Linked DNA regions of Danio rerio: region 2 is linked to region 1. A link is a contact called in public HiChIP or PLAC-seq data. All regions are on one chromosome and are shown on one strand. The core of a region is the stretch at or near the end of the contact, and the rest is flanking DNA. Distances in the headings are between cores, read along the strand shown. Region 1 holds the start of LOC563567 (D(1)-like dopamine receptor). Region 2 holds the start of pcgf5a (polycomb group ring finger 5a).

Region 1 (5,666 bases), core at 1,223-3,722:
ATGTTTGGACTTTTTATACACTTTTATGTTAAGAATCAATAACCTTAATCCAGACGTGCGAACTTTGAAACCTATTGCAGGATTCTTGGATGAATGACTGAAATTATGTGCGTCATTAACTTTTGAATGCAGAAAGAGTTTTTGACATTTGACAGAACAAATGCTTCTCCTGCTTTTTATGGTTGAAATTACATTTCTAGATATGTGAATTGAGCATATATGCTTGGAAGGTAATGTAAAGAAGACAGAAATTCAATAGGATGCTTTAGAAAGCGAGTCATTACGTTTGCTTAGTGAACACTTTGACAGATCTAAAATATAGCAGTTGACAGAAAGGTGCAAAGATAATGTGATTTTCCTGCAATGGTTTAAAGCTATGTAATCTGCAGAAGTTGCCAATCGCATTTTCTCACTTTAAAAACATCATTTCAAATGCCTTCATTGGAAAAATAACATAAACTTGAGTGAAACACTTGTGCTTAATCATATTATTAAATTAAAAGAATGATAAAAATAGGATGCAGGTGAACCACTGAGATCAATACGGGACATGTGACCCAGTTTAAGCAATAATAGTTTTATCATCCACCTGCATCAATAAACTAATGAATAAATTCATTTTAAAAGTCCTTATGATAAATCGTTTATACAAACGGTTATTGGGGTTTGCGTCCAATGTCCAAATGTATAGGTAAATGTGTTGTGAAGTAGTAAAACAGTAGCAGTATTTATGTTTTGCTAATATGCAACATTTAATACTGCAAGCGATCGAGCGGCGTATAAAGCTACTGTTTCTATGGTTACCACTTTAGCGAACTTACTGTTTTGGTACTTCACTAATAACCTAACGTTGCCGATACTTTTTGGTCGCTGAAAAGTTAATTCAAAAGCTTTCTTTTAAGAACTGAATCTGTTCAGTACTTTGTAAAACATTCAACCATTTGTTTTGGTTTGCTTTGGAAAGGTTAATGACCTCTTAACCCCCCTGAGTCATTCAGTAATGATTTGGCCTGGGATTCCCTCGCACTCCATGAGTCCAGTCGAGGTGAATGGTGTGATCGTGTCCAGTGAAATCTCCCCGTCGCACTCAAACTGCCCGATGTTCGGTAACAGCATGTTTTTGTGATTCCGAGAAACGTTCGAGGTGACCGAATCCTTGTCAAACGGGAGACTCTGCTCCTCTCGAGTGTTCGCCATCTGGGCAGCCAGTGGTTGCGCTTCTTTCTGAAGGGTCGTGTCGTGGTGATAGGACACCAGCTCGTTACTGAAGTTCACCGTCTCCACGGCGGTGCAGGGGAAAATTTTATTGCAGCCCAAAATCGAGGAGAACGCTTTCCTGAAGTCCGCGTTAAACGCGTAGATGACAGGGTTGAGGGAAGAATTGGCCCATCCGAACCACACGAAGATGGTGAAGGTCGTGTCACTGACGCACTGGCAGAAGGGCACCATGCAGTTGAGCACGAAAAACGGCAGCCAGCAAAACACAAAGACTCCCATTATGATAGAGAGTGTTTTCAAAACTTTGGTCTCTTTCTTGAAGGTGGTTTTCAGAGAGTTCTCGTTGGAGCAGTCGTTGGACTGGTGGTGGTTTTGCGCGTGTTCCACCGCTCTCTCCAAAGAGGAGATCCTGCGGATCTGCGTTTGCGCAATACGGAATATCCTCGTGTACGTGGCGATCATGATGATTACGGGGATGTAGAAACTTATAAGCGAAGACGAGATGGCATAGGTCCTGTTCAGGTTGGCTTTGCAGTTGTCGCTGTAGTCTGTGCCGTTTCCCCCTGCGCCCTCCTCGTCGTCATCAGCCATGTGCCAATTGAGCTGAACCGGGATGAAGGAGATTAGGATGGACAGGGTCCACGCCACTCCAATCATCATGAAAGCCACCCGGTGGGTCATTTTACGCTCGTAACGGAACGGGCTCGCGATGGCCCAGTAGCGGTCCACGCTGATGATGCACAGGTTGAGGATGGACGCGGTGGAGCACATGATGTCAAATGCAATCCAGATGCCGCAAAACCGGCCGAAAAGCCATGTGCCAGCCACCGCGGAAATTGCCTCCCACGGCATCACCAGGACGGCCACGAAGAGATCTGAAACGGCCAGAGAAATGACGAAAAAGTTGGTTACTTTGGAGCGCAGGTGTCTAAATTTGACCACGGCGGCACACACGAGTGTGTTCCCTAAAAGCGTGGAGACGATCAGGAGGAAGAGCACAAAACCAAGCAGAGCGCGCACGCTGTTCTGCCCGTCTCCATCCTCTCGCTCCTGCGCTCCGTGCGCGCGGTCCTGCGTGTGATTTGTACCGTTCTCCATTTCTAATATCGTATCCATTACTACAGATTATCAACAAAGCCAGTCAGCTACATTGTTTAAGTTAGTCTTTAGGAGAGACCTGTCCGTTATCCAGCTCTGTCCCATGTTGGCAAGTTGGGATAACTGCGTCTGATCTCGGTGCTGTGCGCGTGGAATGACCCACATTTACGCACTGGTGCGTCTCGCTCGAGAAGTTCTTGCTTTGTGATTGGTTTATGTCCACACCGCTGACTCTGTGTGATCAACTCCGACATTCCTTCTCTCCGAATGACTAGTTGCCAATTAACCTAAAATACGGACAGAAAATGCCACCCTGCAAATGATAAATAGAAAACATTTAGACAAATGATAACAATTAACAGGTGACAGAGCAAATTGAAGACAACAATAATAATAATAATACCAATAGGCCTATTATTATTATTATTATTATTAAATTAATGTACCTGATATAAATAATATTTTTTGTTGAATTTGAAAAGATCTGCATTTACCAAAAATAAAATCATATATTTTCACATGGAATACTTTGTGAATACTTTGGCAGAATCAATCAATCAGTAAATCAATCAATTAATTAATGTGAGCCTAAATATGCATGCATGTATTTAATAAAATTAGTTTACCATAAAAAACTTGCATGTTCATTTTCAAACATTGAACATTTTCATGTTATTGATGCAATGACTGGACATAAAGAGTCAAATTATTTGTAGTGATGCATGGGTCGAACAGTTTCTCCTTATTTGACAAGTATGAAAGATACAGGTTTTGTGCATCGCTGCTATATATGTCAAACTGTATCAGGCTTCTGGTTTGGTTTTGTTTCCCATTATTTACTGAGAAACTCCTCTTATAACTGTCAATCAAGTTACTGGATACTGCCATACTTTTTGTCCAGTAATAGTGCACTGAGAAACTCCAGAATTGCTTGAAGATTTATTTAACTATTTGTTTGGCAGATTTGTTTGATTATTTTTTGGGCAGATGAAGAGTGTACATCATCCGTTTAAAGCAATCTGACCTTCATGTAAATACCAGAATATTTTAATTTATGAATACCTATAGACTTAAAAGCCTGGAGACTACACCAACTAAATATGTGTTCAAAGTGAAATGCATCTTTTTTTGCACAAAAGAAAGCTTACACAAGAGGCTTTCCTATGGAATTTAAATAACAATGCATAAAAGACTATGGTGTCATATTTATTCCTTGAGGAATATAGGACAAATCCAGCAACACAATACAAACCTGTTCTATAAAAACATGTTCCCTGGACTTTTAAAAATTTAAATAAGTAAATTCATAGACATACATCATTCGTAAGGCAATTATCAGTGCATAAATATACAAATATTTATGATTTTTTAGACGTTTTTATTGTCACAATAGTCGTAAAACAAAAAGACTAATCTAAACAACTAAACAAGACTTGTGTAATGCCGCCCTCTATTGGTCATTTTAAATTCTACGATAGATAGATAGATAGATAGATAGATAGATAGATAGATAGATAGATAGATAGATAGATAAATAGATAGATAGATAGATAGATAGATAGATAGATAGATAGATAGATAGATAGATAGATAGATAGATAGATAGATAGATAGATAGATAGATAGATAGATAGATAGATATGGTAAAACTTTATTTTCCTTTTCTCCCAAATGTTTTAGCGTTCCATATGAATAATGGAAATAGGCATAGATAGATAAATATATACGTTTTTTGCATTACATAGCCTATATGTGAGTAAAAAATATAACCTATTAATGGAAATATGCGTCTACAAAAATAGAAAACTGTTAAAGCTGTTACAACTTGGTTGTTGTGGGCTGCAACACAGAGTGTCTGCAGTTGCTCCAGCTGTCCGGTGGATGTCGCGTTAACTCCTGGAAATTCCACTTCCAGCCTTTCGCTTTGGGAGAGAGACACGCCGACACCACAATCAAAATGGCCTCTATCAGCGATTGCGCTGGACGTGGATCAAAATGTGCATAAACTACTACCCGCAGTGGCTTTACCATGCATCCTTAACGCTAAAGGCTTCGGGGGCGCGATGTCATGAGTATACCAGACCAGCCGAATTGGCGGACTACATAAGATGAGAGCTTGTTTTGCAGACAGCCCAGCAGAACCGGGGCGCCGCCGCTGCAGCAGGGCTTCATCCGCCTTTCCGACCCAGCGACACCTCCAGTGAGATGGAGAGGGTGGAGGATGCTGGTGAGCCCAAGCTCGCACCGTTTATCGATGTCAACGACAACCGGGAGGAGCACAAAGCACGCGTTTGCGGTTCAGACACAGACGGAGCACGGGAGGGCTCTGTTTACATTTCGCCATACGCGGATCCAGGCGGTGCTGGACAGCAGACTCTCTCCTCGGTGCTGACGGGGTGCAAGGCCGGGGTATTAAACGGGTTTCCCGAACAGCTGGATATGGTGTGTCCGGATGGAGAGGAGGAGACGCAGTCAGACACGGGTCGGGTTTCAGGGACTTTCGAGACCGAGGATAAACCCGACAAGGCGTATTTAAATTCCCAAATGAGGTCTGCAGTGTCATTCATGGGTAAAACCTCGCCCGATATGAAGATACCTAATGGAGATGTTACCCATGAACACATGGATCATGATCAAACTCAATTAAGATGTTTAAATTACACAGAAGGATTCAACAGGAAGGCGTCTGCTGCTTTAGACAGGGGTGTGAAAGTGGGCAATGGAGGGCTGTTGATTGTGAACAGCTATGACACCCTCTCTCAAGTCCCTTTTGGAGCCTTGGGTGGCCTTCCTGCTCCAGAACGTCCTGTCTTTGTTCATCAGAGCGATGGTGTCCTCTCCTCTGGGAGGTCATGTGAAAGGGTCAGTCATCCCAGCGCAGATGAGGCCCATCTCTGTGACCCGGATCCAGTATACACACTGACAGATCTCAGCACCAAGCTATCCTTGTCACCCCTGGCAGAAAACACCAGCGATTACACTGAGACAGACCCTAGTCCGGAGGAGGATTTCAGTGACACAGGGCCCCCAGTCAGGCCCCAGAACCTCCGGACAAACCCCGGGCACCCAATCTCCCTCAGCTGTGATGCCACTCCTTTGAGTCCTGAGGACGATGGGTATTTTGGGGCAGAGGGTTGTGTGGATGAATGTCTCAGCTCTGGGAATACATTTGAGGGCGTTCGGCGGCAGAGTGCTCCAGACAGAGTGGATGTTGACCCCAATGCCTCATCTGACCAGACACTTGGCACCAAGAGACATGGCATTGCTGATTTTCTTACCAGGTAGATGGCAGTTGAGCAGATTGATTTAATTTTATTTTACAGTGGTTTAGATCACTAGAATCAGTTACT
Region 2 (5,666 bases), core at 2,187-4,686, 190 kb before region 1:
TTTTACAAAGCAGATTGTATTAAAGGCGCTTTATAATCTAGTAATGTTTGTTGGTATACAATCAAAAACATAAATCATGTCAATTATATTGTGAACAATACTTTTGATTTTTGAGATTAAAGCTATGTTAATATGTTACTAAGAAGCTGTATATAATTTGCCTTCATATCTCCATCATACACTGTAAATAAACTGCAAGGTCACACACAATTCATTCATGTTGTTCCGACACAAATTAAGTTATCTTAACACTTTTAACAAATTCATGTGGATTGAACATAAAAAATTAAGTTGTCCCAATGAAATCCCAAGAATTGTGTTGTTTTTCAGCTAATTTTAAATAAGTAGTTTGGACAAGCAAAAACATATATATTTTTGAGTGTATCCAGTAAATTATTTTGAAGGAATAATTCACTCAATTAAGGAAAATTACCTCATAATGTTTTCATTAAAATATCAAAAAAAAAAAAAAACAACATTAATTCAGCTGTAGCGACCACTAATAAATAAAGGGACTAAGCTGAATAGAAAATGAATTAAATGAATGAATGAATGAATATCAAAAAAAAAAAAAAACACACTATAAGATTCTCATATATTTTGTAGACCTGTGTACTTGTATTATTAAAATTTGTCAAGGAATATTCAAATCCATAGAAATAAGCAATATTGTAATATAGAAGGTGTCCTGTGTCTGCATGCTAGTTGCCTAAATTAAAAAAAGCATGTTTACAGATTTTAAATAGTTTCTAAAGTGATCCATAAATATTGTTCGACTGACTGATTGATTGATCCTTTACACATTCCTCCTCATGACAGTTTAGGCTTTGACAAGAAAACAAGCAGCTCCTTGTCAGCCCAGCTGTCAGGCTGACTCTACTCAAGCTTTACACTGGTTAGTGAGACCCATTTCTGCTGCTAAGAGCAGCGTTTCAGTGAATGCTTTGAAGTTAGTCTTGAAAATGTTATTTGCACGTGAATAACTCCCGCTTTCTGAGTTGTACACATTAAACGCCTTTGAAATGACAGGTGATCACTTCTCTTGTTATTTTCCGACATCGCCCTGTTTTCATGTTTTGTTTCCTTTGTTTTTCTATAAATAGTGTTATTGAACGGCAAGTGAAATTGCTCGGATTTGAAGGACAGCCAAAGGTGTACAAATTTTATAGGTTGTCAGACATTCAAACACTTCCGCTGTGTATGCATAAAAAGAATGAAAGGAATATTGCATATTGTCCTGGAACTGTCTGTGGATGCGCACTCATTATTTTAGTATGTGTTTATGGACTGTACAGAATAAAGACATGAAAAATCTCAGTGCATGAGGGAGCTGATGTGTCTTTTTGAGGAGGTGGATGTGGGGTCAAAGGTCACTGCTCTGATGTTCAGTTGCTGTCAATATACTGTGTACACTAGTGGCAAATGCTTACATTATTCAAAGCTTCAACACAGATGTGTATCTCATTAAGAAATACACATGTTTCGCCATTCCCCCATCAGAGCATGTGCTCTCACCCACACATACTGTACAAAGATTCACCCACACACTTAGGAGGGAAGAGTTCAAGAGCTCTTTGGTACAAGTATAAGGTACGATATTCTATAATATAAAAATGGCTAGTAAAGGTTTCCAGCATCTTAAACTGGATTAGAGTGCATCAGCAGAAACTGAGATGATAGTGGTCACACTGCAGGGAGGCTGTCTCAACATCAGTCTGTAAAAATTGATTAAGTCCATGACATAAAACATAAATAAATCAGTTTGATCACCTAACAAAATGATTATTTTTTATGTTCCTCTTGATTTTTCCTATTTATTAAAATTGTATTTACTATTTTCCCCAACATAATCATTTGAATCTATAAATTTTTGAAGTTTTTAAAAAGGATTTTGTTAGATTAATTTTAGTTTAGGTTTTGTACTTATCTCTTTTGGTCTGATCTAACTTATATGCACAAATATACTATTGTAAAGCATTCTTTAAAAAATTAATGTTAAATACAATTTTCGAGGGGTGAACTCATTTTTGCTGAGCGCTGTATACATTGTTTGCCACTGAAGATTTTTGTTCTTCAAAACAGCTTTGTGAGCTTTATTATAGTGTCTTTCTATCAGTATTTGTTGTTACAGCCTTGTGCTTTTTTTCCTTGCCATAAAATAATCAGGTTTTGTAGGCAACAACAACAAAAATAAAATCAAATGGAAGACATGAATAAAACAAAATAAAGTAATAATAAATGTGACCCTGACCCTAATCCAAACTATGCCTATTCCCTTTCAGCCTCACCTAGGGGGTTAATAGTAGCGTGTCAGCCTTTACATTACTTAAAACTGAATGTAATGCTTTCTCAATCCCATCCATTTCTGCCCCACAGACTTTTAGATTTTCTCTTAATAATAATAACAATGCTAAAGGTCCATTCAAAAAAAAAAAAAAAAAAAAAAAAAAAAAAAAAAAATATATATATATATATATATATATATATATATATATATATATATATATATATATATATATATATATATATATATATATATATATATATATATAAATAAAATTATTGAAATATAATTATTAATTGTTTGATCAAATGGCTATATTCACTAAAATAAACCAATAAAGAACTAGAAAGATAATTTAAACGAGTTATTGCAAAAAGAAAATTACAAACAGCAAAATTTGTAGTATTTATTCATGTTTCTCTTGATTTTTCCTATTTATTAAATGTGTTTACTATTTTTTTCCCAACATATTTATTTGAATGTATTGTATTGAATATAAAATAAGGTTTTTGTTACTGACTGATCTAATAAGTTAAATAAATTTGTGAGGGGTGTACTAATTTATTCAAAACTGTTTTGTGGTTTACAATAATAACAAATTGTGAGCTTTATTATGGTGTCTTGCTATTAGTATGTTGTTAGAGTCTAATGTGTTTTCCTTGCCAAAAAAACGATCAGGTTTTGTAGGCAACAATAATAAAAAACTAAATAAAATTAAATAAGTAAATAAATAACAGCAAATAAACAAACAAGTAATAAATGTGATCCTGATCTCAACTATTCATATTCCCTATCAGCCTCACCTGAATTTCACCTGAATTTAATAGGGGGTTTATGTTAAAAGTAGCCTGTCAGCCTTTACAATATATGAAACTCAATACTGTTTCATTCCCATCTCGTTCTGTCCCACAGACTTTTAGAGTTTCTTTTAATAATAATAACAATGTTGTAAAGTGTCTCGATCCACGGCTCCGCGTAAACAAGCGCGTGAGTCCCCCGCCCCTCCTCTGCGCGAGCGAGCGAGCGAGCGCTCCTGTGTGCGCGTGCTGCTGCTGCTGCCAGTTCCGTGTCGGCCGCGAGTTTACCAGCCACGCACTGCCTGCACGCGCTCCATCCACCGCCGGGCTGCAGCGATGTGACTCTCTCCGGTTCTCACTACCCCCTTCCACGGTCTCCATTACCGAACCGGCGCAGTGAGGCGAGGGGATTCGTAACGGTGAGTCTATATTCAATGGCCACGGAGCGAGGGAATCTGCGCTGCGTTTATCGGTTTGGGGGCACCGAATGTGTGTAAAGTTTGGGGAGGGGAGAAACCGTGTCATGTGGTACGACAGAGGCTGCGACTCCGTCAGGCTGATATGCTGGAGCGGAGAGATGCGTAATTACGGAATGTAAAAACGGCGTCGCGAGACGAGCTCAACTTGCCATGTGTTATAATTTCCATGGGGATGACGTCACGCAGTCCTTGACGCCCGTGCGCGCGGCTCGCTCTGATGAGATAACGGGACTGTGACACAACTGCGCGTCTCGGGTGCACACTAAAAGCTAAACAGGAACAGGTCATTGCTTTATAGCGCGTTTACAAAATGAGGGTCGCAGTCTGTTTATGTTAGTTATTAATCACGTATCAGCCCGTGAGTTGCTGTTTTGCTCTTATACAAGTATGTATTACATAAAAGCCAGAGAGCGAGTGGTACGTCATCGCAAAAATGATTGACCGATGATGTTGTTCCTCTGAAAACACAATTCAACAGTGCATGCGAATGTTTAAATGTGTGAAAAGTCTGACCCTCAGAGAACCAAGTTCCTACGTAGATGATGTTCTCATGTCGTTGTTGAAAGTGCGTTTGGAAAGCCATTGGTAATAAAAATCATTAGTTTTTAAGGCATATGTGGCATTGCAGAAATGCTGGACTTTCACAGCTGAGTACTACAGGCAGCTTCACTACTGTACAGATTCCATATAATACTACATTATTGGGGTTTGTTGTCACAAAGGCAAGGCAAGTTTTTTTATACAGCACATTCCATACACAATGGCTACTCAAAGTGCTTTAAAATAAACAGGAATAAAAGAGACATGTAAGAAGTGTAAGAAAATAAAAAGAAATAATGAAAATAGATTAAAATGTGTTAAAACAGGTTAAAAATAATAAAAAGTGTATTCAGTGACATACATCCTGAGATAATTATACATGATGCTGACCATGTGTCAGGTACAAAAAAAATTATTTGTTGCAGGCTGTTTTTTTCACTTAAAGGAGAAAAGAGATTACTAAATGTGTTCAAAAGATGTGCATATATTACATTTATAAGTGTAATTAGTTTTTTCTCAGTCAAAAAAATTGCTTTCATTCAATGGTTCTATGCACAGAGTTTTAAACTTCCGGTATAAAAACTTAATGTGACTATTTTTAAATTTCACAAGGTTTTGCAGCATCAATGTTTTGATTTAATTACAATACATTCAGTTAAATTGACTTCAGCATTCATTTAGTTGTTCAAACATAAAATGAGATGGAAAGCCATTGTAACCACTTGCACCGTTAGAAGCAACAGGCTAGCGCAGAAATTCCAGTGAAAATACTGGGTTAAAATAATAGTCATATTTTAAAGACATGGCAGGAGGAAATGGGATATAATGCAGTGCTTCTTGTCCAGTCTGAGACCCACTTCATATCATATATCTAACAGGCACTGAAGATCGCAGATTTTAAAAGAAATCAGATCTTAAATGTGCCAATTTTGTAATGCAAAGACAGGTCACCCGAAGCCCTCGAGCTGCCTGGCTGAAAATGAAAAGTCTGTGTCCATGTAGCCCATTCAAAGTGTTAGAGGACTAATTCAGCTTATTTATCAAAATAAACAGATACCATTAAATTGCATTAAACTTGAGCTTCATTTGATGCAGCATTTAAATATTTTAAATGTGATTAATATAATGCAAACAAACAAAATATTGACCCACAGAAAAATAGCTTAATATTCTTCTTTTTAATACTCAACCGTACTGAAATTAGGCTCATGTTCTGTATAGTCTCAAAAAAGAGCCTCAATATGATGGCTGTATCTGGTGGTTTTACCGTGGCCACACAACCTTCACATCATCAAGCCAACAAAAACTTAAAAGAGCTCATGAAATGACACACCCTTCACTTTTTCCCTGTCTGTCTTGACAGGGACTTTCCTACAAGTTTTGAGCCTGAAAGAAGTCCTGAACTCTGATACAGTTGCTTAACAAAGCTCAGCTCCCAAGTCTGGTTTGAGTTGGACTGGTTTCAAAACACAGTGTGTGGTGTAATAGTGGAAGCACAGCACAAAACTGAACAGTCATACTAAAAGTTGGAAATATGTGTTATTACAATAAACCCTTGTATGCTTG

What was found. HiChIP or PLAC-seq counts read pairs in DNA pulled down with a chosen protein or histone mark.
Region 2: a contact with region 1 is called in an H3K4me3 HiChIP or PLAC-seq map of embryo, with 4 times the contacts expected there. The contact joins the promoter of pcgf5a here to the promoter of LOC563567 in region 1. A contact is called at or near these places in 2 of 4 datasets of contacts at active chromatin or transcription factors (embryo and gastrula embryo).

Annotation. Positions count from the first base shown.
Region 1 is chr17:24,575,018-24,580,683 of GRCz12tu, reverse strand. It overlaps LOC563567 (D(1)-like dopamine receptor), which reads right to left and starts at 2,472. Exons shown (of 1, transcript XM_021474369.3): 1 at 1-2,472. The coding sequence starts at 2,334. The coding sequence ends at 991. It overlaps tbc1d12a (TBC1 domain family, member 12a), which reads left to right and starts at 4,271. Exons shown (of 13, transcript XM_021474367.3): 1 at 4,271-5,597. The coding sequence starts at 4,522.
Region 2 is chr17:24,762,984-24,768,649 of GRCz12tu, reverse strand. It overlaps pcgf5a (polycomb group ring finger 5a), which reads left to right and starts at 3,436. Exons shown (of 9, transcript NM_001128712.1): 1 at 3,436-3,500.